Linked DNA regions of Mus musculus: region 1 is linked to region 2. Evidence: chromatin contacts called from public promoter capture Hi-C data. All regions are on one chromosome and are shown on one strand. Each heading gives the region's core, a stretch centred on a gene start, on an enhancer-like site or on the middle of the called end of the contact. The rest is flanking DNA. Distances are from core to core; before and after follow the strand shown. Region 1 overlaps Fhod1 (formin homology 2 domain containing 1). Region 2 has its middle 16 kb from the start of Cbfb.

Region 1 (5,330 bases), core at 913-3,412, 190 kb after region 2:
CTACAGCCCAGGCTGTACACAGAGTATCTCAGCTGCTGATACCTGAGCTGGGCCCCAGTGGGGCCCGGGGTTGAAGGCTCTGGCCAGACCTCCTCAAATGGGAAGGGTTCCCTGGCCTCCCTCACCCTTTCAACTCTGACCTGATCTCTTCATAGAAACCCTCCAGCATCTCCCGCTGTTCTTCTAGGGACAGCTCCGGGTCCAGGTAGTATCCGGAGGGAGACACTTGCAATGCACAGTCCTCCAGCTGGAAACAAAGGGACAGAACTATCAGGGCTGGTGCTGCAGCTCAGATTTTTGCCGTCTGTTTTGTTTCTGTGCTACTAGGAATCAAGCCCACATGTTAAACCATCAAGCTACAGCCCTGGAGGGTATTTTGGGGGTTGGGGTTGGTTGGTTTTTGCTTTTTATTTTTGCATTAACAAACCACAAATAAGGAAGGGCCATGGAGGAGGAGAGAGGGAAGTGGCTGCCTTCAAGGAAGTTCACAGCCTGGAGGGGTGATAAGCTTCAGCCGCAAAAGTATTCAAGCTCAGAGAGAAAGTGTTAACGGTTTATGGAGGTGCAGAGCCAGCTGGGAATTCCTGTCAGGAGCCAATCCAGACTCCCTACTCCCTCCAGGTCGCAGCAGCTTCTTGTCCCCTTTTTGTCCTTTCCCCAAGTAAGCTACAGTTACAACCATTCTAGGTAAACTTCAGGTAAGCTAATTTTTGAGTCTGATGCCATCAGACCCTACATGAGAAGACACCAGCCCCATCCCTGGTTTGTTTCTCCTGTTTACCCCTGTAATCCTGGCTCAATATTGGGTCTTTAAAAAAAAATGACTGTAAGTGCTAGTGAGATGGCTCAGTGATTAAGAGCACTGGCTGTTCTATCAGAGGATCTGGGTTCAGGTCCCAGCACTCACATGACAGCTTACAGTAATCTGTCACTTCAGCTCCAGGCCTCCACAGGCACTAGGCCCACAGGTAGTACACAGTCAGACAGGAAAGCCAAGACTCCTACTCATTCAAAATAAAATAAAAATCCTGACAGGAATTTTTTTATTTTTGTTTCCTTGTCTATCAAGAGAAGGTTTCTCTCTGTATCCTCGGTTGTCATGAAACTTGCTCTGTGGAGCAGGCTGACCTTGAACTCACAGAGGTCTGCCTGCTTCTGCCTCCTAGCAAAAAAAATCAATCTTAAAAAAAAGAGAGAGAGAATGTTTATAGAAGGTTGAATGAGGTAACTTCCAGATCCTCCAGGGGTAACCTTGTGCCTCTCTCCCTGACACTTCCCCCGTTAGCACAGTGCTGATATGCAGAGCTAATCAAAATCTGTGTGCCCGCCCACAATCCTGAGTAACTGTTATTGAGGTGCTGTGTCACAGGGTGAGAATGCCTCTGGGAAGAAAGGGGGACCTTCTGGTAGCTGTCTTACTAGGCAAGTCACCTCTATCATTTTTCCTATGACTTGCTCAACTCTGCCCAGCTTTGAACCTCACCCAAGGGCTTTCGGCTCTTCTTGGTCCCTGGGTGGAGGGGCTGGGGGCCAGTGCAGCTTCTATCCCTTCTTCTGCCTCTGGTTAGCTCAGAGCCTGAACTTTCTCCTTCCTGACAGTTTAGCCTGTGGGGCCCTTAGGTGACCCACCCACCCCCACCCCACCCCACCCCACCCCACCCCCTTGCCTGGGACATGGGACACAGGACAAACACTCCAGCCTGTTTGTCCCACTTCCTGCCTGGCTGCCTGCCCTTCCTTGGGCGCCTTGGGCAGGCTTGGCCTCTCTTTCCTTCCAGGGGAGCAGAGTCATCTCCTGGGTCTACTGGGGAACAGGTCTGAGAGGAGGCAGCAAGGTACACGGGTTAGGTAATCTTGTCAGTGCGAGCTCAACTGACAGCAGCCAACATTCCTCCCAATCTCTCTTCCTACACAGACTCATCAGCCTGCTCCCGAACCCACCCCATTGAAGCCCAGCTACAAGGCCCCCGGTACTGGTTAAACTACAGAACCTGGGGACTTTAAATATACCTCTCCCAAGGATTGCCTCCAAATCACACACAGACTAGCTCATTCAACAGAACAACCATGAACCAGAAACTGGTTTTAGGTCTGCAGGACACAGCAGGAAACATCTCTGCTGACTTTTCCTTCCAGCCCAGCCAGGGAGACAAGTCATCCTTGACTCAGAAGAGACTCACTAATTAATAAAGGTGGACTCACAACTTCCATGAGTTCTAAGAGGAGGTATCAAACTGCTTTAAGTGCCTGACAACTTGGAATACCCAGATGTGTGGCTAGGAATGGCTGAGCACAGGCCAAAGTAGCACATCTGGAGATGTTAGGCCCACCATTCCGTTCTTCCTTCCTCCATGGGACATGCATCGCCACCCTAAGTAAACTGGGAATGGTCCTCTCCCTCCGTGATGAGATCCGGGCCAAGGGTCCAGCCCTGAAGGCTAAGGGGCCACCACTCCAGCATCCTCGGCTAAACAGGTTTAAGCTTTTGTCCTGGATGCAGATGCAAGCTCTCCAAACATTTCACCCATCCATCCCACCAAGGGTCCATCATAGGGAAAGATCTAGAGAGAGCATGCAGCCTGGTACCATCACGTCAGTTTCTGCTCTCAGCTATTTGTCCTGAGTGGAAATAGGAGGTCGGGCGCCAGGCCCAGGCCCAGAGCAAGGACAGACTTCCTGCCAGCAAGATGGGGCTTATCCTTCACACCCTCTGGCCCCTTCCTGGGATCGACATTCTGAGAGGCAAACCTCTGGGACTCTTTTCTCACACCCTGGGGGTCGGCCGGGCTTGAGCAAGACCTAGTTTCCAATGACATTGCTCTAGGCCGGCACAATAATGGGCCTCTATCTCAAACCCCGGCTCTTGTCTTCCTCACAGCTGGCCTCCATCTTCGGGTACTCCCTCCCTCATTTTTCCCAGGCTTCCTTCACTTTGGCCACCAGCCATGAATCTCCTTAGTCCCCCAGCTTGGGCTTTCCTGGCAGCCAAAACCCATGTGGACCGGGGTCCTTTGCAGGAGTAGTAAAGGCAACGGCTCAAGCCTGTTTTTTTGTTTTTTTGGGTTTTTGGTTGGTTGGTTTGGTGTTTTGAGACAGGGCACACTATGTAGCACTCACTGTTCTGAAACTCATGTCATCGACTAGGCTAGCCTTGAATTCAGAGATCCTTCTGTCTCTGTGCTGGGATTAAAAGCATGCAGCACTATTCCTGGCTTCTCTGTTTTTAATAAATAAATAAATAAATAAATAAATAAATAAATAAATAAATTTTTTTACAGGGGTGGGAACCAAACAGCCTTTTTCATGTTGACAAGTACTTGATCACTGGGCAAAATCCTTACTTTATTATCTACTTCTTACTTAAAAAAAAAAAAATTAAAACACCAATATGAACTAACCAGTACCCCCAGAGCTCCCTGGGACTAAAGCACCAATTAAAGAAAACACACGGAGGCTCTCGTGTCTCTAGCTGCATATGTAGCAGAGGAGGGCCTAGTCGGTCATCAATGGGAGGAGAGGTCCTCAGTCCTGTGAAGGTTCTATGCCCCAGTATAGGGGAACGCCTGGGCCAGGAAGTGGAAGTGGGTGGGTTGGGGAACAGGGGTAGGGGGAGAGGATAGGGGATTTTTTGGAGGGGAAACTGGGAAAGGGCATAACATTTGAAATGTAAATAAAGAAAATATCTAATAAAAAATGGCTTACTGTCAGGAGTGGTGGTGCACGCCTTTAATCCCTTCACTTGGGAAGCAAAGGCAGCAGGCCAGTCTCTGAGTTCGAAGCCAGCCTGGTCTACAGAGCAAGTTCCAGGACAGCCAGAGCTATACACAGAGAAACTCTGTCTCAAAAACAAAACACATTTCTAAAAAACAAACAAACAAACAAATTTATTTTCTTACTCCTGTGTGTATGAGTATCTGTGTGCACGCCAAGCTGCTCATGGAGGACAGAGGAGAAGACCTCTCCCTTACTCAGTACTCCGTACAGGCGTGGCATCCTTGCCCAGGGCCATAACACTAGCCCCCTTCTGTGTTTGCTAACAATGTAATCACTAAGAAAGAATAGACAGGGCAGGGAACAAGGGGGATAGAGAGGAGGGTAGAATTCGTGCTCAAGGACTCTTGTAATTGGACCACAGACTACAGGACCCTTTGCTCTGAATAGCAAGCTTCCCTGTTATCTGAGTCTCTAGCTACCCCGTGATCACCTAGATAAGCAGACAAGGATGTACCTAAGGCAAAGAAACCTGCCTTTGTTATCCGCCTCTGCAGTTCTAGATAACAGACTGCCTTTTAAAAGATAAAAAAAATAAAGGTAAAAAGGTACCTATAGTCCAGATTAGTCTAGAGCTATATAGATGAGGCCGAGTCCTGATCTTCCTGCCTCCACCTCCCAAGTGTTGGTTTGGTGTTATAGGCCATATACACACACATACATAAACATACACATATACATAAACATACATACATATACACACATGCACGTACCGCCTATACATATACACAGACATACAGCCTATATATGTATACACACACACACAGAGACATACTGTGTGTATATATACACACACACACAGACATACAGCCTATACACACACACATATACACACATACACACAGACATACAGCCTATACATACATCCATACACACACTCTATAACACGCATAGTATATAATATATACCACCATGCCTGGCTTACAATGTCCAGTTTTCCTTTTCTGCTTTCACCTCTCCTGTTCCCTTTCCTCCCCTCTTCCTTTCTGGATCGAGGAGTCTCTTACTGCAATCCATACTGGCTTTAAATGCGGGGCAAGCTTCCTGACTTAGCTATCCAAATGCTGGGGTAGTAGGTGCAAGCCACCACGCCTCACTCTAGGCTGCCTATAGGTTTGTGAGTTTGACAAGTGAGCAGCTCAGAAATACAGTGAATCAGTCAGGTCTGGTGGTGCACACCTAAACTTGCAGCACCCAGAGGAGGAGCGTCACAAGCCTGATGTATGACACGCATATTGAATTCCATGCCAGCCAGGGATATATGATGAGACCCAATCTCAAAAGAACAAAATAGCACTGGGGGCAGAGGGAGTGGAGCAGGTGGGTCCCTGTGAGTTCCAGGCCACCTAGGCCTCCACAGGTAGATCCTGTCTCAAAAATAAAAACCAAACAAAAGTTAGTTAACTGCTGCAGGCAAACACAGCCCCAAATGAAACCAGGGTTAGCTGGCCCGTATTTTAGGTGCGTGGGTCTTGGATGTGTTCCAGAAAACCCTGACAGAGAAGTGGACAGAGGGCCAGGACCTGCAATATCGTTACTAAACTGCTTGGATTCTGCAA
Region 2 (6,051 bases), core at 2,304-4,803:
CACCCGCTCACCACACTGCTGTTAACTATAAATTTCCACTTAACCTATGTTATATTGGAATTTGAGCCTAATTTCTCCCTTCTCCCGCTGTAAAATCCCATTGCAAAAGTCCTATATTTATTTCTGTGACCTTGAATGAAGCCTGCCTGCCTTCTCTGAGCTTTAATTTTTTTTTAATTTATTCTATTTTTTAAAGGTTTATGTATTTAAATTTTTATGTATATGAGTGTTTGCCTGCATGTGTATGCAGCATGTGTGACTTCAGAAGAGGGCATCGGATCACTGAAACTGCAATTACAGATGTTTGCAGCCACCATGTGGGTGCTGGGGATTAAACCTGCGTCCTCTGCAAGAGAAAAAACGTGCCCTTAAGCATTGAGCCACCTCTCCAGCACCTATTATTTATCCTGTTCTTCACATAGGGTCTCATATTGTAATCCAATATGAGAGCGCTGGGTCTGGCCTTGAACTCTTAACAATCCGGCCTCCAAGGTGCGGGATTGCACACCTGAGTCTCTACTCGCAACTTTATTTTCTCTTTCAATATTCCTCTGTAGGCCTGTTCACCTAGGCCTAAAGAAGGGTGTTTATCCTCCAAATTAGAGGAAGTACCGCTGAGCGCATAAATAAGAGCTCAGACTCCAACCTGGCTGTGGCTGACAGAATAATAAAGGCTCCGGGAAACTCTAGGACCTTCGACCTCCCCTGGGGTTCCAGCATAGAATACCAATGGGCAACCTGGAAGGGAGCCAGGTGGATAGCTGGCTCCTTACTCTCCTCATCCCTCCAAGAAGGTGCAGTCTTCCACCAGCCCCTTCCCACACCGCACACTCTGCCTACGTTCTCTTGTCTCTTTACCTTTGCTGGCCAACCCCGGAGGGGTGGTGAACCCTTTACAGATACAAGCCACCGCCTCCGCTCGAAGGCATTTCCAAAGCCCAACTTGGGGCTGGAGCCTGGCTTCTGGCTTCCGGCTCTGGAGGCAGCGCCCCCTTTTTCTCCGACACCTTTACACTCAAAGGAGCAATTAACAGCCAAGCAGGCTGGGAAAGGACCAATTAGTGTTCCACCAGTCCCGCTGACCGCTGGCCCCGCAGCACCGCAACTGACTCCTCCTCTCGCATCAGGCTCCGGCAATCAGGAGCGGATCTTAGCCTTCACGGCACACCGACAGTGCCAGCTGCCTGGGAGCTCCGAGGGACCAGCCATCTGGCCTCATGCCAACTGCAGTGATGGATCCGGTCGCTGGCTACTGTCCAGAGCCAGAGCGGACTCCAGGGCGCCTGGGCCTGGAACTTAACAGCGGCTGACTGGTGGCAGAGCAAGAGGGTTGGACGCCACTGGGAGGACTCCTTAGCCTCCCACCTCTTGTGCCTTGGAGCCAGTCATCAATTCATCCTGCAGCAGCTAGAACACTGGGACCATACAACCACAGTCCTAGAATTGCCACTGAGACACCTGGTGTATTCTAGCTTTTTCAGGACCCTCATCATTTCTCTGGGTCTGGGTTAGCAGTGTGCAAATCAGTTCCCTGATGGTGACCATGGCAGAACCAGGCTTTGAAAACCCACAGTACGTTCTTGTTCTTGCTCTTCCTGCAGTAAAGAAGGCAGAAAGGAGCTCAATCAAGGTCTTCAACACTACTAAATGAATGTATAGACTTCCTTCCCTAGGTCCTTTGCCCTGAATATATATACGTATACGTATATATACATTTGTGTGTGTGTGGTGTATATATATATATATATCACATATATATAATAGGGCTAAAGAATGGCCCAGCAGTTAAGAGCACTGACTGCTGTCCCGAAGGTCCTGAGTTCAAATCCCAGCAGCCACATAGTGGCTCACAACCGTCTGTAATGAGATCTGATGCCCTCTTCTGGTGTGTCTGAAGACAGCTACAGTGCACTTACATATAATAAATAAATTAAATCTTTAAAAAATAAAAATTAAATATATTTGTATGTATTTATATACATTATATTATATAACATATGTAAAGTATTAATATATTATCTTAAAATATATATTTTATACATTGTATATTGTATAAATATATATTTGAATATATTCATATGTATTTTAAAGCATATATTAAATTATATATATTGGAATTTGGGATCAGACTTTGCCTCCAGGGGTCTGCAGGTTCCAGGAGTTTTAGCTTAGACCCTAACCTAGTAAAAAGCCCTGAGATGCAAGGAAGCACCAGGTAAAGAGGAGCTGGGAAAAGGAGCAGTGGCGGCTGGTATGGAGCGCCAAACACATCAGGGTCCTTCTAACATGACCTTTGCAACTGCTGTTGGACACACTGGAGCCCTATAATGATGGAGCCAATGCCTAGGACATACAATGGTAGGAGCTGAAAGTCCTCAAAGAAAGAGTGGGAAAGGATTCAGGAGGAAAGGTGGGTTAGCTGGAGAGAATGCTGGGCAGCACTTCTCTTTCCCTATAGGTTCTACAAGGGCCTGGGCAGGAGGGGCTGAGGCCTGGCCGCAGTGGTCTTTTCTATGCCCACACTCCTCTCAGATTGGCCTCAGTCAGGGAAGGAGTGAGTGCCTGCCTTGCTCTTTCCGCAAGTGATCTCTCTCAAGCCGGGCGGGTCCGGACTGTTGGGGAAGAGAGGATCACTTAAAGAGTTGGGGCACCTCTTTCTGTGTGCCAGTGCCATTAACTGTGTCAAAAGGAATCCATGCCTCTGGGAAACTGACTGGCAATGGAGATGGATTAATGAAGACACATGGTGGCAATGAGACTGCCTAGGGTACTTCATAGAGCAAGAGCAAATTAAAGGGTGGGAAATGAGGGAAAAAAACAGAGGCAGATAAAAGGACAACGGAATGACTGGCCAAGAAAGTCATTGAGTTTCCTTTCATCAAAGGAAAGAGACTGAGGTTGGTAAACACACAGGCACATAGGTAGACTGATAGAGAATAAGAACAACCCAACCTGGCAGAGAATAGTGCCTAGGCGCTAAGAAGGTAGCAGCAGGTGAGCAGACTCTTAGCCTGGATGGCCACTAACAGAGTCTGGGTGTAGAGGATGCTAGAATGCGTAGGCTGGACGGTTATGGGACCACAGAGGAAAACACCAAACTTGGGTGGGGCCGGGGAGTCTAGAAGGGCTTTCAGAAGGAGCATTTAAAAGGACTAGTAAGAAAAGGTAGAAAGACCAGACACGAGAGAAGAGGGGAGCTCTGTCGATCAGAGGGGGGCAGCAGGATCAGAGGTCTTGAGTCAGGCTTGTTCATTTCCAGCAGTGTGGCTCAGCTGGCATACCAGGTCCGTAAGTTTGCAGGAAGCATAGACCCTGCTCTGAAGCACTGGGGACCGACCATAACAGGAACACGTCCTAGGCATAGTTACTTTCCAGAAAGATCTTGGAGGTTGCATAAGTATGTAGAAGAACTGGAATAGGAGAGAGCTGACCCAAGGAGGTTGTGGTACAGAATTGGACAGTGAGTTTATTCTTTATAGACTGGAACTGGCAAAGGGACTCTGTCTGGCCAGCCCAGCCTGGCAAACATGGCTCTGGCAGACCTTGCCCTTCTCCCTTATTCCCTCTGCCTTGCTAAACACTGTTAGATTACATTCCTAAAGCCAGCCCCCAAGGTCTGTTCCCTTATTTAGCTACTTCTTTCTTTTGAGGCCAACTACCAAGGTCCAGCTATCAAAGCATTGAAATCCAGCAATCAAAAGTCCCTTTTGGCTCACCTAATTAACATGGCCAATTAAAATTAAACACCTCATTCTAACACAGGGTTTCCTCTTTTACCTTTGTAATCCACCACTTTCCTGTGTGCCAAGTCTGTCTCCTCTCTATTCAGAGGCAGTTCTTTGTCAAATAGCCCTGCCCCCTCTCTCTTGTTCTCTTCCCCTTCTCCCTCTTCCTGTATCTCCTGTCTTTGTCTCTTATTCTCTGCCCTCTGTTCCTCTGGAGCAAATAAGTCTCCTTTGTGCTGAGAACATAGTCTTTGGGGTCTTGAGCCAAAACTGATCTCTTACAGCTAGCACGTTCACAAAGTAGATGACTAGAACTTGGGAACGTTCGAGGGAAACAGAAGTTGAAGAAGGTTTCCAGATACACTATTTTCCTAAAGAGTTATGGGTAAGGGCAAAAGGGGTCAGCTCTGACCAACCTCAGCCCTCCATACAAGCAGAGTAACCCTGAGCCACTGTGGCCAGAGTTTTCTTAGACAGTCTAGCCTAGAAACTCTTATGATCTTCCCCTGGATTGGAGACCTCATCCAATATTCACTAGGCCCATAAAAAGCCCCAAGAGGGAGTTCAGGCAGAGCCACGTGCTATCCCAGGGAAAGCTAACCAAGACTGGACTGGACTCTCTTACCACCAGCTTTGTGGTCAAGGGGGCTTGAACTTGGGATTTGTTTGGAGAGCCATTGGGAGGGAGATATGGGGGGGTCTATTTGAGCCCTGAAAAAGAAACCCCTAAGGCTAAGTCTAGATGACTATGTAGAGCAGGATTCCCCATGGCTCCTAAGCATAATCTGGGAACACTGTGTTCTTGTCTGGACGTGACCTTGGTTCCATCTTCAGGTAGGTCTCTTGCATCCCATAGCCTGCCTCTCCTCATCTGTACACTAGAAACAGCCCCAGTGGTGAAACAAGACTATGCCCTAAGGGGCTGGCGAGACGGCTCAGTGGGTAAGATCACTTCTGAAGGTCCTGAGTTCAAATCCCAGCAACCATATGGTGTCTCACAACTACCCATAATGAGATCTGAAGCTGTCTGCAGGGTTTACTGGAACAAGCAGAGGTCCTAAAATTTCAATTCCCAACAACCACTTGAAGGCTCCCAAGCATCTGTACAACTACAGTGTACTCATATACATAAAATAAGTAAATAAATCTTGAAGAAAAAAAAAAAGACTCTGGCCTAAGCTCCTTCCAGCTACAAAGCCTTATCACTTGCAGCTCTTTGGATCCTAAGACCATTACAGATCTTGTTCTTTTTGATGGGGAGGCTGAAGGTGGGAAAGAAGGGCTTTCAGGAAATTAACACTAGTGGCAGGAAAATCTATCAACATGGCAGAGGTGCCTATGGTTGATTCATGGCGCCTGCCCAAGGAGCAGCTCTGCCAGCCTGGGGGAAAAGGCTAGTGCTGCCTCCATAGCCTCCCAAAGACATCAATCAGGCCCAGGACTCCAAAACTCAGTTGCTGGATCTTTCAAAACCACGAATTTGCCCCTCCCGAGTCATAGCAAACCACGGTGCTCAGAAAGGGGCAGGGTGGGGATCCTGGGTTTTAACATAGCTGTTGCCTCTACTCTGATTCTTAAAAATTGTGTGTGTGTGTGTGTGTGTGTGTGTGTGTGTGTGTGTGTGTACAAGCAGACGCATGAGAATCTGAGTAGGATAGAAGAGGAGGATGTTGGGATCCTAGAGTCACAGGTGATCATGAGTTGCGTGATGTGAATTCTGGGAACCAAACTTAGATCCTCCAATAGAGCAAGATGCACTCTTAGCGAATGAGGCAGATTTCCAGCCGCAGCCTGTGATCTTCTCCAATCCTCTCAGTCAGGAAAAACCCTGACCCGCTTGTGTTTTATGTGACCAATACATCACAAGCACATCAGGAGGAGTGATGATGCAGCTGTACCACAACCAAACGTGTAGTGAGTGGGTCTAATGTGAGAAGCCAGGAGGCTGTCTCCATGGAGAATCGGTGGTTCTGATTCCTCCTCACCAACCTCAAGTATGGGTGACAGAGGTGCTACTCCAGTACACGCCTCCAGGAGGCGCTGTTCTCATTGTGTTCATCCCGCGGCCTTGCATGTATGGTGGCCCTCATCTCTTGTTCAGCAGGACTTCCAACATAAACGCATATCAATTACAGCCTGCAGAGAAAGTTCTGATTAGACAATCATTGGTAACCACCTCGCCCGGAGCACCCACACTGGTTCATCTCTGGTCAGCTAGGTCACTTAACTCGGGAGGACCTTTTGAAGGGGACAGTGAAAGCAGCAGGGGCCTCGAGCAGCACCTTCCAGAACCTCGGTCTGGTTTGAGCACTTGCGCTGTTCTTAG

The links. Capture Hi-C pulls out chosen DNA fragments and counts their contacts.
Region 1: a promoter capture Hi-C map of liver shows a contact between it and region 2. The contact joins two enhancer-like sites. A contact is called at or near these places in 1 of 39 promoter capture datasets (neural stem cells), 4 of 484 Hi-C or Micro-C datasets (CD4 T cells, CD8 T cells, neutrophils and 1 more), 5 of 115 datasets of contacts at active chromatin or transcription factors (the 230-238 cell line, bone marrow-derived macrophages and embryonic stem cells) and 3 of 9 other capture datasets (adipose tissue, embryonic stem cells and liver).

What each region holds. Positions count from the first base shown.
Region 1 is chr8:105,338,714-105,344,043 of GRCm38.p6, forward strand. Fhod1 (formin homology 2 domain containing 1) reads right to left here. Exons shown (of 22, transcript NM_177699.4): 2 at 141-247. Among named protein-coding and RNA genes, the nearest start is that of Gm46049, 4.4 kb to the right of the region's middle. Within about 2 kb of position 2,163, at least 95 of the 459 cell types and tissues checked have an H3K27ac peak or open chromatin away from gene starts, as enhancers often do. A contact at or near this core is called in liver and neural stem cells, where this site is marked.
Region 2 is chr8:105,151,993-105,158,043 of GRCm38.p6, forward strand. No RefSeq gene overlaps it. Among named protein-coding and RNA genes, the nearest start is that of Cbfb, 16 kb to the right of the region's middle. Within about 2 kb of position 3,554, at least 9 of the 459 cell types and tissues checked have an H3K27ac peak or open chromatin away from gene starts, as enhancers often do. A contact at or near this core is called in liver and neural stem cells, where this site is marked.